2 separate regions of the Gossypium hirsutum genome follow, and region 1 is linked to region 2. Evidence: chromatin contacts called from public Hi-C data. All regions are on one chromosome and are shown on one strand. The core of a region is the stretch at or near the end of the contact, and the rest is flanking DNA. Distances in the headings are between cores, read along the strand shown. Region 1 holds the start of LOC107945202 (sulfite reductase [ferredoxin], chloroplastic). Region 2 holds the start of LOC121212654 (histone H3.2).

The links. Hi-C and Micro-C count contacts between places; a contact is called where the count stands out from the background.
Region 1: a contact with region 2 is called in a Hi-C map of leaf, with 1.7 times the contacts expected there. The contact joins the promoter of LOC107945202 here to the promoter of LOC121212654 in region 2. A contact is called at or near these places in 6 of 34 Hi-C or Micro-C datasets (hypocotyl, leaf and petal).

The regions. Positions count from the first base shown.
Region 1 is chrA13:110,045,764-110,052,714 of Gossypium_hirsutum_v2.1, forward strand. LOC107945202 (sulfite reductase [ferredoxin], chloroplastic) reads left to right here and starts at 1,945. Exons shown (of 8, transcript XM_016879087.2): 1 at 1,945-2,258; 2 at 2,943-3,728; 3 at 4,129-4,425; 4 at 4,535-4,732; 5 at 5,113-5,247; 6 at 5,373-5,489; 7 at 5,572-5,730; 8 at 5,802-6,306. The coding sequence starts at 2,088. The coding sequence ends at 6,008.
Region 2 is chrA13:109,915,117-109,922,018 of Gossypium_hirsutum_v2.1, forward strand. LOC121212654 (histone H3.2) reads right to left here and starts at 3,864. Exons shown (of 1, transcript XM_041085856.1): 1 at 3,214-3,864. The coding sequence starts at 3,769. The coding sequence ends at 3,359. LOC121212653 (pentatricopeptide repeat-containing protein At3g02650, mitochondrial) reads left to right here. Exons shown (of 1, transcript XM_041085855.1): 1 at 1-1,288. The coding sequence ends at 1,019. It overlaps LOC107945277, which reads right to left. Exons shown (of 7, transcript XM_016879233.2): 6 at 5,858-6,303; 7 at 5,521-5,777. The coding sequence ends at 5,777.

The DNA.
Region 1 (6,951 bases), core at 695-3,194, 130 kb after region 2:
CCTACTGCACAGTGGGTGAAAACGTAATTCCGTCCAAGTTCAATGTACCACTAAACTCCATATTTGTTTTCGTATCTTTGTCCAATAACTTTTCACGCGCTTTATTTTGACATTTGTAACGCGCTATTTTTTTATTTTTATTTTTTGTTTTCTACAGTCGAAGCTTATATTCCAAATTTGGGGAATGTTAATTTGAGGACTAAATTGTAAATACAAAATTTTAATCACTTTCTAATTTTTTATTTTGGTAAAATAAAATAAAAATGAAAGTTAGGAATTTTACAAATTTTTAAAAAGATAAACATAAATTTAACATTTTATTATTGAAAAGTTGAGAATTTTGGATTAGAGAACAAACTGATATGTTGACATGTAAAAGATACTCATGTCACGTGATATTATTGGAATGGATCGTTTTTGACATAGAAGTATTCATGGGCCGGACCTAAGTATGATATTAAATATTTCATATTTGTCCAAACTTGGCTCGACCTGAAATATGAGCTTAAAATTTTATTCAAATCGGCCTATATTTGCAAATTATTAACCCAGGCCCATTTTAGACTTGCCCATATTATTTTTTAAAAAATATTTATTTTATTTTAATATTTAATAATTTTATAAATTTTTTATTTATTGAATTTTTTTATATAGTTAACTTAACATCATTTTAATGCTTACATTAGAGTAGTATTATATATTTAGTATAGATTTATTTTTTAATGTGTTTTAAATTACAAAATATATAAAAATAACATAATATTAGGTATTATAAACTAAAAAATAAGTTGGGTTTGGCTTGGGTCTTGAACGTTAAAGCCCAATCTCAACCCGTATTTTAAATGGGCTTAATTTTTTGCCCAGACTCATTTTTTGAGCTTAATATTTTTGCCTAAACCCTCCTAAATTTCAGACTGATAGTCTAACCCATGAACAGGTCTAATTTGACGGAGAATTTTATTTGATAATTTCTCTTTAAAGAGGTATTTGTCACGCTTTGAATTACGTTATTTATTCAAATTTATTTTTAAATTACTAATTAAACATAATGATGGTAAAAAAATCTCAGATTTGATACGACTTAACTTGATTCGATAAGGTTAATTATTTTTTTATGAAATAGGGTTTGGGTTAAGATGGATTTAATTCTTTAATTAATCAAATCAAGTTGAGTTTAGAAAAAATTCATCCCATATTGCCTCGATGTAATATTAATTTTAAATATATAATAAAATTTATAATAATATTTAATTTCGAATCGAGTAGAATTTCAATCATGTTAAAGGTTGCCATTTTTAAGTTTAATGGTGTAAAAAACCCTTAAACTTTTTGAAAAAAAGCAATTAAGCTCTTGCATTTTTTTTGTATTTAATTAGGTATTTGAATTTTTAAAATGTATCAAAAAAGTCTTCAAAATTTTTCAAAAAAATAAATTAATTAAGCCACTGTTTTTCTACACTCATTTGGGTACTTAAACTTTCAAAATGCATAAAAAATGCCTTTAAAAATAAAATAAAAATCAATTAAGCCCCTGCTTTTTTCACTCAGTTGAGTACTTAAACTGTCAAAATTCATTAAAAATGCCCTTTGACCGTTAAAGTTAGTCCCTAATTTATATTAGTTAAAGTCACAACGTATCACAATCACGAAGTGACATGTGACAAAAAAATAGTAAAAAATAAAAATTAATAAAAAATATTAAAAATTATAATTTTTTTATGTATTTTATAATTTTTTATACGATTTTTATAAAAGTATAATTTAATTAATTAATTATGTTAAAGGTTGCCATCTCTAATTAAGTGCCGCGAGTAATGCATTGCGCGTGGGCATGTTATCAATGTCCATATTCAACAGGGAAAAAAAAATGTCCCGTGTCAGGCACGTGACCATTGGCGCACCTTAGCAAAAACAAATAACACTTCCTCTTCTTATTTTTATAATTATCGCACTTCACACAAATAAAATCCACTTCTTCTTCTTCTCTATCAATAAAGAGAAAAGCATCAAATTCTCTGCTTTTATCTCTTCACCATTGTTGCTATACCTTTCTTTAGTAAAGCCTTTTAGTTTTTTCATTCTAAGCAATGACGACGTCGTTTGGAACTACGACCGGTACTCTCACGCCGACCGATCCCAAGATCCGATTTCAGAGCTTCACGGGGTTGAAATCTTCCAATTCCATAGCTTTGACGAGGAATCTTCGTGTGTTTCCCCTTCCTTTTTGCACTCCTACTCTCATTAGAGCTGTCTCCACGGTCAGTTTTTTTTTTGAATGTTAATTGTTGTTTGGAATCTAAGAAAGTGTGGGAAAATCTTGTAACTTTTTGGCAAATTGTATTGCTTTTCACTCTCTTATCTCAGCCTGTCCCTAAAAAAAAAATTCATTCTTTATTACTTTCTGAGAAATTGCTAATGTCAAATGATCAGTTTGAGACTGTTTTCCCTTTATTATTATTATTATTTTGCATATTTTGGAACTAATATTGATTTGTTTCATTTTGAATGTTAATTTTTGTTCGGACTCTAAGAAAGTGTGGGAAAATCTTGTAACTTTTTTTTTTTCAAATTGTTTTCCTTTTCACTCTCTTTTCTCAGCTTGTCCCTTACAAAAAAAATACATTTCATTCTTTTTTACTTTCTGAGAAATTGCTAATGTCAAATGATCAATTGACACTTTACTTTTCCCTTAAATTCATTTTTTTGTGTGCATATTTTGGAAATAATATCATTTTGAATGTTAATTGTTGTTTGGAAGCTAAGAGAGTGTGGGAAAATCTTAAGAAAGTTGCTAATGTCAAATGATCAATTGACACTGTTTTCCCTTCAATTTTTTGTTTATCTATTAATAGGTATATATTTTAGAAATAAAATATTAATTCATATTTTAAATTTGAGAATTATTTATATTAATTTGCGTCTTTGCTTGAATCCCATTGCAGCCATTGAAGCCTGAAACAAGTACAGCAGAACCAAAACGAAGCAAAGTTGAAATCTTTAAAGAACAAAGTAATTTCATTAGATACCCTCTCAATGAAGAAATATATACAGATACACCCAACATAAACGAAGCTTCAACACAATTAATTAAGTTCCATGGCAGTTATCAACAATATAACCGAGATGAACGTGGTACTCGGTCGTATTCGTTCATGCTTCGAACTAAAAACCCCGGTGGGAAAGTCCCGAACCAGCTTTACTTAACTATGGATGATCTCGCCGATCAATTCGGTATCGGAACATTACGTTTAACGACGAGGCAAACGTTTCAACTCCATGGTGTTTTGAAAAAAGATCTCAAGACTGTTATGAGTACTATTATTAGAAACATGGGGTCGACTCTCGGTGCGTGTGGGGATCTTAATCGAAATGTGCTTGCTCCAGCTGCACCGTTTATGACGAAAGAATATAAGTTTGCGCAAGAAACTGCAGAGAATATTGCGGCATTGTTGACTCCGCAATCGGGGTTTTATTATGATGTATGGGTGGATGGAGAGAAATTTATGACTTCGGAACCTCCGGAAGTTGTGAAAGCTAGGAATGATAACTCTCACGGAACGAATTTCCCAGATTCTCCGGAGCCGATATATGGTACACAGTTCTTGCCTAGGAAGTTTAAGATTGCTGTGACTGTGCCAACTGATAACTCGGTGGATATTCTCACGAATGATATCGGTGTAGTGGTGGTCTTCGATGAAAACGGGGAGCCTCAAGGGTTCAACATATACGTAAGATTATTACTGTAGGATCGAGTGGTCCTTGTACTAGGAGACGGATCGCATTTTGTCCTTTTACTTAAAGAAAGAGCAAATTAGTCATTGTATTACTGTTAAAAGCTGATCCCTATAAGTTAGCATGAGTTACACGTGGCGTACCACATGTAACTGACTGGTTATTCGGTCAGCTATCTCAGTTTTTAATGGTAGAAGTGAATGAAATTTGCTCTTTAATCTAACATACAGAGACTAATTTGTTCATTTTTTAGAAAAAGGGGGGGCAAAATGTAATCTGAGGGGCAAAATGTAATCTGACTCTTAGTACGGGGGCTTACATGGTACTTTTACCCATCTTTCACCATTTTTATTGCACCTTTTTATACCTAAAAGTATTGGTTTCTTGTTATTGCAGGTTGGCGGTGGCATGGGAAGAACACATAGACAAGAGACTACTTTCCCGCGTTTGGGTGAACCACTCGGTTACGTGCCAAAAGGTGACATTTTATATGCTATTAAAGCCATCGTTGCTACACAACGAGACCATGGTAGAAGAGATGATCGTAAATATAGTAGGATGAAATATTTGATTAGTTCTTGGGGGATTGAAAAATTTAGAAATGTTGTTGAGCAATATTATGGAAAGAAATTCGAGCCTTTCCACGAGTTGCCGGAATGGGAATTTAAGAGTTACTTGGGATGGCACGAGCAGGTTCGTGTTTTTGATTTGATGTTATGATTGTCTTGAATTGTTTTCATTTTTAACATCCTTAGCATTGACACGGTGCGTTTAACCGACTTGGTAACTTCTCATTTCACAGGGTGACGGTGCTTTATTTTGCGGGCTCCATGTAGATAACGGTCGGATTGGAGGAAAAATGAAAAAGACACTGAGGGAAGTGATAGAGAAGTATAATTTAAATGTGCGAATCACCCCGAACCAAAACCTCATTTTGTGTGACATTCGTAGTGCATGGAGGCGTCCTATTACCACAGTTCTCGCTCAAGCTGGGTTGCTGGTAAGATTCTTATTAGAGTCAAGCATCTTAATATAACGGTTAAGTATATTTGTTTATTAGTTCGGGTTCGTTGCCCGTATGATAGTTTATTTATGGCATGTTAGTAGCTAGATAAGACTATCTAACCTAATATGGAATCACACGAACCGTTACCAAATATACCATGGCGTAGAATCCCTCCAAAAAGACTGCATGTAGGATTTGCTTAATCATTGCCCAAAGCACCGAAATAACATTTTTCGGGAGCTTACTATTTGTGTAGTGTGCACTTTGTGCTTAATTGTTTAGTTCTTTCCTTTGGTTATCGATATTCATTCTCGAAAATTATAATTCATATGTTGAATTAGAATGTACGGCTGACATGTTCTTGCTACGAACAGCATCCTAGATATGTGGACCCCTTGAACTTAACCGCTATGGCGTGCCCGGCTTTCCCACTTTGCCCTTTGGCAATAACCGAAGCTGAACGAGGTATCCCCGACATCCTCAAGCGTGTCAGAGCTGTCTTTGAGAAGGTGCGTTGTATGATCATTGGCTTAAACAGTCAACTCCTTGACCCTTTTAAAGAATCCTATCAATTATCTGTATTTGTGATCGGGTTTGGAACTCTAATAAATAGATCGGCACTGCCTAATTTCAGGTTGGACTCAAGTACAGTGAGTCCATAGTGATAAGGGTAACTGGTTGCCCTAATGGTTGTGCCAGACCATACATGGCTGAGCTTGGACTAGTTGGTGACGGTCCAAACAGTTATCAGGTAATTCGATTATTTGACTCGATGCCGTTTTATACTTGGTAGGATAACTCAGTAATTCCCCCCCTTCTTTTTTTTTGTTTAGATTTGGCTCGGAGGAACACCGAATCAAACCCAATTAGCAAGAACTTTTATGAACAAAGTCAAAGTTCAAGATCTCGAAAAAGTTTTCGAGCCTTTATTCTACTACTGGAAACGAAAAAGACAGCCCAAAGAATCATTCGGCGACTTCACAACCCGAATGGTAAGTATTTTTTTGTCTTCGATATTGCCTCGTTAATATTTATCCAACAATCAAATGATGATTTCTCGCAGGGATTCGAAAAACTTCATGAGCTGGTAGACAAGTGGGAAGGTCCAGTTCAATCACCGGTAAGGTATAACCTTAAGCCATTCGCCGATAAAGAGACATACGAAGCCATGGAAGAGCTTGCAAAGCTGCAGAACAAGAGCCCTCATCAACTGGCAATGGAAGTCATTCGTAATTTCGTTGCTGCCCAGCAAAACGGTAAGAGCGAATGAGTTGGTTTTTACGATATTCTCACTGGCTGGCTGCATTGTCTAATAAACGGAACTGTCGGTGTCTCTTTCTCGAGGTTGTTACTGTTTGGTAACATCGGATGAAATCTTGGTTTTTCGAGATGATTTTGGTATCATTTTACGGGATCTGGGTTCTTATCTATAAAATTATTGTGTGTCCTAATTGTTTGTTGAGGATTGTGGAGTTTTTGGTTTTTAGAATATAAATTGCCATAGCTTAGGGATGAAACAGCAAAAAGCAAAAATGAATAAAGCTTCAATGACAATTAACAATGGCAAACTCGAAACTAAAAGCTGATTTCTGGTCTTTTATTATTATTATTATTTATGTCTTTTAGATTATAAAACATGGATTTGTTCTTCTCAATGGATGGATATATATATATTCTCAAAAGGATCAATTGCATCATTTTCAAATTAACGATAAGACAACTTTTAGTCCTTGAAATTTACAAGTTTTTCTAAATTAGTACCAGCATGTCATCGTTTAAATTTTTTATAACAAAAAATTACGACTTTAAGTGATGTGGCATAATGTAATATTATAGTATTGTCATTTAATAGATTAAAATTGAAAAAAAATTTGTCAAGTCTCGAAATTAATGTGAATTTAAAATATTAAGAATTTATCAAAACTAAATTAAGAAAAATTATCGTTTTCAAAATATTAATATTGAATCCGATCTTCACAAGATAAGCTTCGATCAAAATACATATTTGTGTGTACTATTGTGTGGATAACTTGAAATAATTTTTGAGTAATTCTTGAATAATATACATGCACACCAGGATAGCAATCCATGTGAAGTGGTCCCTGAAGTCATTCATTTTCAGAGTCAAACATGGAGATGGTGCATGCCTTGAGACATAGTTAAAATCAACAATGTCCAAAGTAAAAAAGCATCTTTGTGTTTCGGTCCAGACT
Region 2 (6,902 bases), core at 2,614-5,113:
AGTTGATTGCTTTGTTTTCGAAGTTGGGTAAAGGGAAGGCAGCTATGGAGGTGTTTGATAAATTTGCGGATTTCGGGTGTGTACCGAATGAAGATAGTTTTTATTTCACTGTTGAAGCTCTATGTCGACGGTCTTTTTATGATTGGGGTTGGTCTGTGTGTGAAAAGATGCTCAGTGAAGAGAGCTTGCCGGATGGTGAACGGGTTGGGAAGATTATATCTTGGTTTTGTAAAGGTGGTAAGGCTAAGGAGGCTCACACGGTTTATTTTTCGGCCAAGGGGAAAAACAAGGTTCTTCCTCGTTCTTCTGTTAATATCTTAATCGGTTCACTCTGTAAGAAGGATGAAACGGTGAAGTTAGCTTTGGAGATGTTAGATGGATTCTCCGGAGATGAAAGGAAATATGCAATCAAGCCGTTCTCGGCTGTTGTTCGTGGTCTGTGTCGGACGAAAAATGTTGATGAAGCCAAAAACGTGATTCTTAAAATGATTGAACAAGGGCCGCCTCCTGGAAACGCGGTTTTCAATTCAGTTGTCAATGGATATTCAAAGGCAGGAGATATGGAAAAAGCAAAGGAGGTGATGAAACTGATGGAGACTAGGGGGTTGAAACCCGATGTTTACACATACACCGTCATAATGAGTGGTTATGCAAACGGTGGCCAAATGGATCAAGCTTGTGAAATATTGTCAGAAGCCAAGAAAAAGCATACTAAGCTGAGTCCGGCAACTTATCACACTCTAATTCGTGGATACTGCAAAATCGAAGAGTTTGACAAGGCTTTGAACCTATTGGCCGAGATGAAAGATTTCGGTGTCCAACCTAATGTCGATGAATACAATAAATTGATCCAGTCTCTTTGCTTAAAGGTCTTAGATTGGCAAACAGCTGAGAAACTATTCGATGAAATGAAAGAAAATGGCTTGTATCTTAACGGAATCACCCGAAGTCTTATAATGGCAGTTAAGGAGCTCGAATCAGAAGGAACAGACATCATGGAAGCAACCACTAAAGCTTAAAACTCTTTACTGATTTTAGGGAAATGGATGTAGCATGCCCTACCTTATTGACAATAGATGAAAAGGTGAGGCATATTTACTTGAACCAATTGAGACCATGTGTTTATTTTATTTTTAGGGATGCATTTTTGAGGGTTCTTTATACTTTAAAATTGGAACACAACTTTGCTTGTAGAGTTGGTTTTTATTTCCTTTTGCAAGTGAGAATAAGCAAAGACAATGGTTTCAAGTCAATATGTGTCAATTTATATTAGAAATTCTGTTTGTCATTTATATTGTTTAACCCATTTGATGAACCCAATGTTTGGCCTATTGGCGAAGGGTGTTTACATACCCATGTTGTGGGATTGAATCGTGGTGTTTGTGTGACAGTGATTTGCTTCTATTGGCGGTACGTGAGTTGTAAAAAGGAACGGTTTGGTGGCTTTATTTCTTTATTTTAGACTATAGTTTAGGAGATTATATGGTATGGATTAGGGGATTTTATATAGTTTGTCACATTTGGTTTAAACATTGGATGGATGATTCTATGGTTAAAAGTAATTTTTAGTCCTTAATTTTATGAACTTCGTAGATTTATGTTTAAACTTGTTGGGTTTTTTTTTTTCGGTGCTTCTATTTATGGTGTTTTTATGGCTATTATTTTGAGAGGAACAGGTCGAAGAATCATGGACATGAATTGTCTTTAGCTGTCTGGTTTAATAACACCCATTAACTCAATTTTCTCAGATAGTCGTTTGAACCATTTGCATTTGCAATTAATGTTTGTGGTTGACATATTAAATAATTTAAAACTACGTTCATAGAACTAATTCTCAAATCTAAATTCATTTTACTTCGATTTAATAAAAAAAATTAATCCAACCCAAGAAAATATTTACTTGTCATTAACCCAAACTCAAATCTAATTTACAAATAAAACAATCAAATTCAATTGTTTAAACTCAGATTTATTTGACCACAAGATGCCTAAAATGATTGTTGAACTTTGGGCTGCCAAAATCTTAATGTCCCTTTATATCGATGTTTATTTTTAGTGTAGTGCTAATACCTTCTTTTTTGTCTCCTGTTACAATATTATTATACTATCTTATCTTACTATTACCGTTTAATTTTTTTTATCTTATACTATAATATTACTATATTATCTTATCTCACTATTACCGTTATTTTTATTACAAGTAAATGTACCGCTAACTCAAAAGAATGCTCATTACTAACCCCACTCAAAAGAATGCGGCGCTTAATCCTTTAATTCATGATTACAACTAGTGCTAGTTGCTTATGCCGTAGCTAGACACAGCAACCAACCATTTTGTTTGCATGTATCTGATAGCAAACCATCTAACAACAATGATACTTGAGCTAGTTGATGAAATCGATTAAATCACGAATCAGTCAAAATTAAATTTTATTATTAATTAGATTATTTATTTAAATTCATTCAAAAAATAAAAGAGTTTAGACAAAATTGTAAAAATATAAGCTTGTTTTCTAAACCGGACAAGTTTTCAGTAAAAATTTTTTAACCCCAAACTTGGCCTGAATCAACTATTTTACTATTATTTTGTTATTATATTAATATTATTTTATTATTATTATTAATTTTAATATTGTTTAAAGACATTTACATGTTAAATTGCAATCATCATAATTTTATTTAAGTATAAAAACTATTTTTTATGTATTTTTAATTTGCTGAAAACATTTTTTAATATATTTGATATATATTTTTAAAATTTATTTATATATGAAAAGTAATTTAAAAAAGAGTAGATATAAACTACACAAATAGTCGATTTTAGCATTTTTAATTTAATTTTTTTAGGCGAAACCAAGTAAAAAGAAAACAAATCTAAAATATTGAATCAAACTAAAACACATAATAAATACCAATCTGAATTTATCTAATCAAATTAAAACAACAAACCAGTGGATTGTGAACTGCAAAAAATTCATCATTATATTGAACCAAACAGAAACATAATTGATTTTTAAAACAAAAGGATTAATTAAAAAGAAGAAAAAACCTGGGAATAAGAGTACTTCAGCATTGGACGAGACTATATGCTGTACTTCAATTGGGTGACTGGAAGCATCCAAATACTTTGAAAATTCAAACAAACAACAAAAGAGAGATAGATCAGATAACAAAATGAAACGGATTTCAACGAAGATTAAATTCAATCCAAAGTACTACTAATTAGATCTTTCCAAACTTTCATTTCATCAATCACTGAACACAAACCACTAAACTGAGAGATCTACATCTAGAGAAAACATAACAACACAGATCCTAAAAGCATAAATCATTCAAAGCAAATCACCATATACATTATTTAAGCTCTCTCTCCTCTAATCCTCCGAGCCAGTTGAATATCTTTAGGCATAATAGTAACCCTCTTGGCATGAATAGCACAGAGATTGGTATCCTCAAACAGGCCAACCAGATAAGCTTCCGCCGCTTCTTGTAAAGCCGCCACCGCACTACTTTGGAATCTCAGATCCGTCTTGAAATCTTGAGCGATTTCCCTTACTAGCCTTTGGAACGGAAGTTTACGGATCAAAAGCTCGGTACTCTTCTGGTACTTCCTGATTTCTCTCAACGCCACTGTTCCTGGCCTGAAACGGTGAGGCTTCTTCACTCCTCCGGTGGCTGGAGCTGATTTCCTCGCGGCTTTCGTCGCCAGTTGCTTACGTGGAGCTTTTCCACCGGTTGATTTCCTGGCTGTTTGCTTTGTACGAGCCATTGATTAACTCTAGTGTGCTTGGAAAGTTCTAGAAGACAATGGAAGATTTTGTTTGGTTGCTGAGAAATTCGATGGGAAACTGATGAAGAGAGGAGTGGATTTGAGAGCATATATAAAAGAAATTTTGAGAGAGAACGCGGGAATTTCGAAAACTTTTCAAAGATTAAATCTGGACGGTTAGATTGTATTACATGATTCATCAACGGCTGTGGATACTTTTAGAGTTTACGATCCGTGTGCTGTGTGAATGACCAATAGTTTTCCTTTTTTGAAATTGTCACGGATCTTGAACCCTCACACTGGTTGGTAATTACCTCTTCGTTGTGACACTAATTTGTCATTTACCCTTTCCTCCTCAAATGATCCAAAGTATACTTAATTTGTGAGTTATTTTTTAAAGGAACAAAATTTTAAAAATATACTTGACAATTTAATTCGATATATAAATTTTAATTTTGTATGGAAATAATTAAATTTTCATAAATTACTAATCTCATTACGAATATAACATCGTTTTAAAATTTTTATTAGACTTGGATCCCGTCAAGTCTAAAAATCCATTTAAAAAGTGAAATAGTTTAGGTAAAAATAAGTACTTAAAAAATGAGTTTTTACAAAAAATAAATCCCATTTTTTAAACGGATTGAGCCTCGAATAAGATTTTTTATCTCATGCCGACTATCCCAATCCGAATCTACTTAAAATTTTTTGCTCTTGTTTTCCTACCATTTTACTATTATATTACTATTGTTTTGTTATTATTGTTTAAATATTGTATAACTCTTTTAATTTGCTGGAAAACATTCATTTTAATGTTTTGAGTGTAATTGATGTATTGTATTTTTTAAATTTATTTTTATATAAAAAAATTTAATACGAGTAGGCAGAGTGAGCTCGTTTAGTATTTGTTATCTGGTTAGACTTAGGCAAAATTTTAGACCCATTTTTTGAAACAAGCCTAGAAAACGAGCTTAAAATTTGGCACGACCCGACCCACAATCAGATTTAGACATAGCCTTTTAAGAGTTATTCACATAAGAGTTAAACCTTTTAAAATTGTCATATAATGGCCTAACGTTTACAAAAGTATTCAAATAAAGGCCAAACCTTTCAAAATTGTCAAATAAAAGACAAACCTTTTCGCAAATGCTCAAATAAGGACTTTTTAAAGTTCATATATCATGTTTTAAATTATGTTTTTATTATTTTCTTTTCTTTTCAAGTAATATCTAATTCAACTATTATGTGTTTTATTTTAAATATGTTAACATTCACTTAATTTTTACTACAAATTTGACTAAAGTGCATGAAAAGTCTTTATTTGAACATTTTTTATAAATATTAAGCCCTTAAATGACTATTTTAGAAGTCTTGATGCTTATAAAAGTAGCAGATTGGACCCAAACCCAAATAATTATATTTTTTAATATTAGGATAACCAAAATTCATTTGTTTCCTAATATGATTGATTCAAGATCAATTTTTATTTATTCAATATGGTTAAAAAGATTATATTTACCTAGCACGAACTTTGTGTTTAATGTTGCACTTGTTACATTAACGGTTTAAAGTACCACATGAATACTACATCATGATATATGACAAACAACGCAAATTTAAAAATTAAAACTAAATAAAAGATTATAACAACTTTTTTTTGTAAAATTAGAAAACTAAAGAATCCATTATCCTCTATAAAAATTTTAGGCACTTAAACTCTAACTAGATCATATACATAACTTCATTTTCTATGAGAATAACCATCCATTAAATATACTCATAAAATGTATTGAATTCACATTATTAACCTTTAGAAATTCACAAAGACTTATACTAGCTGTACCAAATAACAAAATTAAAACATAAAACAGCATAACTTTTTTGAACATATAGATATGTACTAGCCTGAATAATATATCTCCTGCACATTTAATCTTTGGATTCATCTTTGAACTGCAAAAATCATATTCCAGCATATATCATCTGTAGATGCACTGAATGGAGCAACCTAAAAAAAAAAGGTACAACAAAGTGTTAGAACAGGATAAAGTTTCTAAGTACTAAACCATCTAGTTTCTGAGTACTTACTAAGCCCATCTCTTCTTCGAGGTAGAATCTTTCGATACACTTCGAGTTTGCTTCTTAATTCGCTTTGAATCTTGACTAGCTGATACTTGCCTTTGCCTTGAAGATGGTGGTTTAGATCTTTGATTCATTGATATTTCTCTTAATGGAGTAGCCGGTTCAGGCATCGAACGGTATGCGGTCTGTCCCGTAAAAGAGCTTGTAACTTTTGCAGGTGCTGATTTTTGTTCTTTGTCTAAAGCAATGTCATTGTTCTTGAAACAAACTTCCTCAACTTTGGGAACCGGAGCTTGTGGTTGGATCTTTGGTAAGCAATCCGAATCAGATGAGGAAGGACTAGTAGTACTATCCATGTCATAAAGGAGGTTATCTGTCATGACTGGAGTTTGCCAATAGTTCGGACTTGAGGTGGAAGAGGAAGGTCTCTGAAGCCTTGTCAAGTGGACAACCTGTATGTAAATATATGTATGATTGAAATAAAGGATATGGCAACGATCGACACCATATTAATCATATCGAGTCTGAAATTTTATTGCATCTAAGCCTCTAACACATCAATCATACAAGAAAATCATCAAGAGAAACTATCCATAAACAAGAAATTGTTGCAAATCATCCATCATGATAGTCCATACTTTTTTTTATTGTTTTTGAACAATAACATTCACATTTGGCTCTTTTTTTTTCATTCCTGTGCATGGAAAGGCTGATTAATATTCTTAGTTTCCATATTATACACCAAAATGGAGAATTAGATAGGGTTAAATCACTATTTGGTGCTTGAACTTTTTTGTCTGAGTTAATCCCTGAACTTGGCAATTGTTCCCATATCAGGGCATACACTTGACAACTGTTCTTACATTAGAACTTGAATTTTAGGGTTTTCAAGAAAATATCAATGACTAACTTAGACCAAAAAAAAGTTCAGACCTCAATGTCGGAACAATTGCCAAGTTCAAGGCTTAACTTGGACAAAAAGAAGTTCAGACCTCAATGCGGGAACAATTGCGAAGTTCAATGCCTAACTTTGACAAAAAAAAAAAAGTTC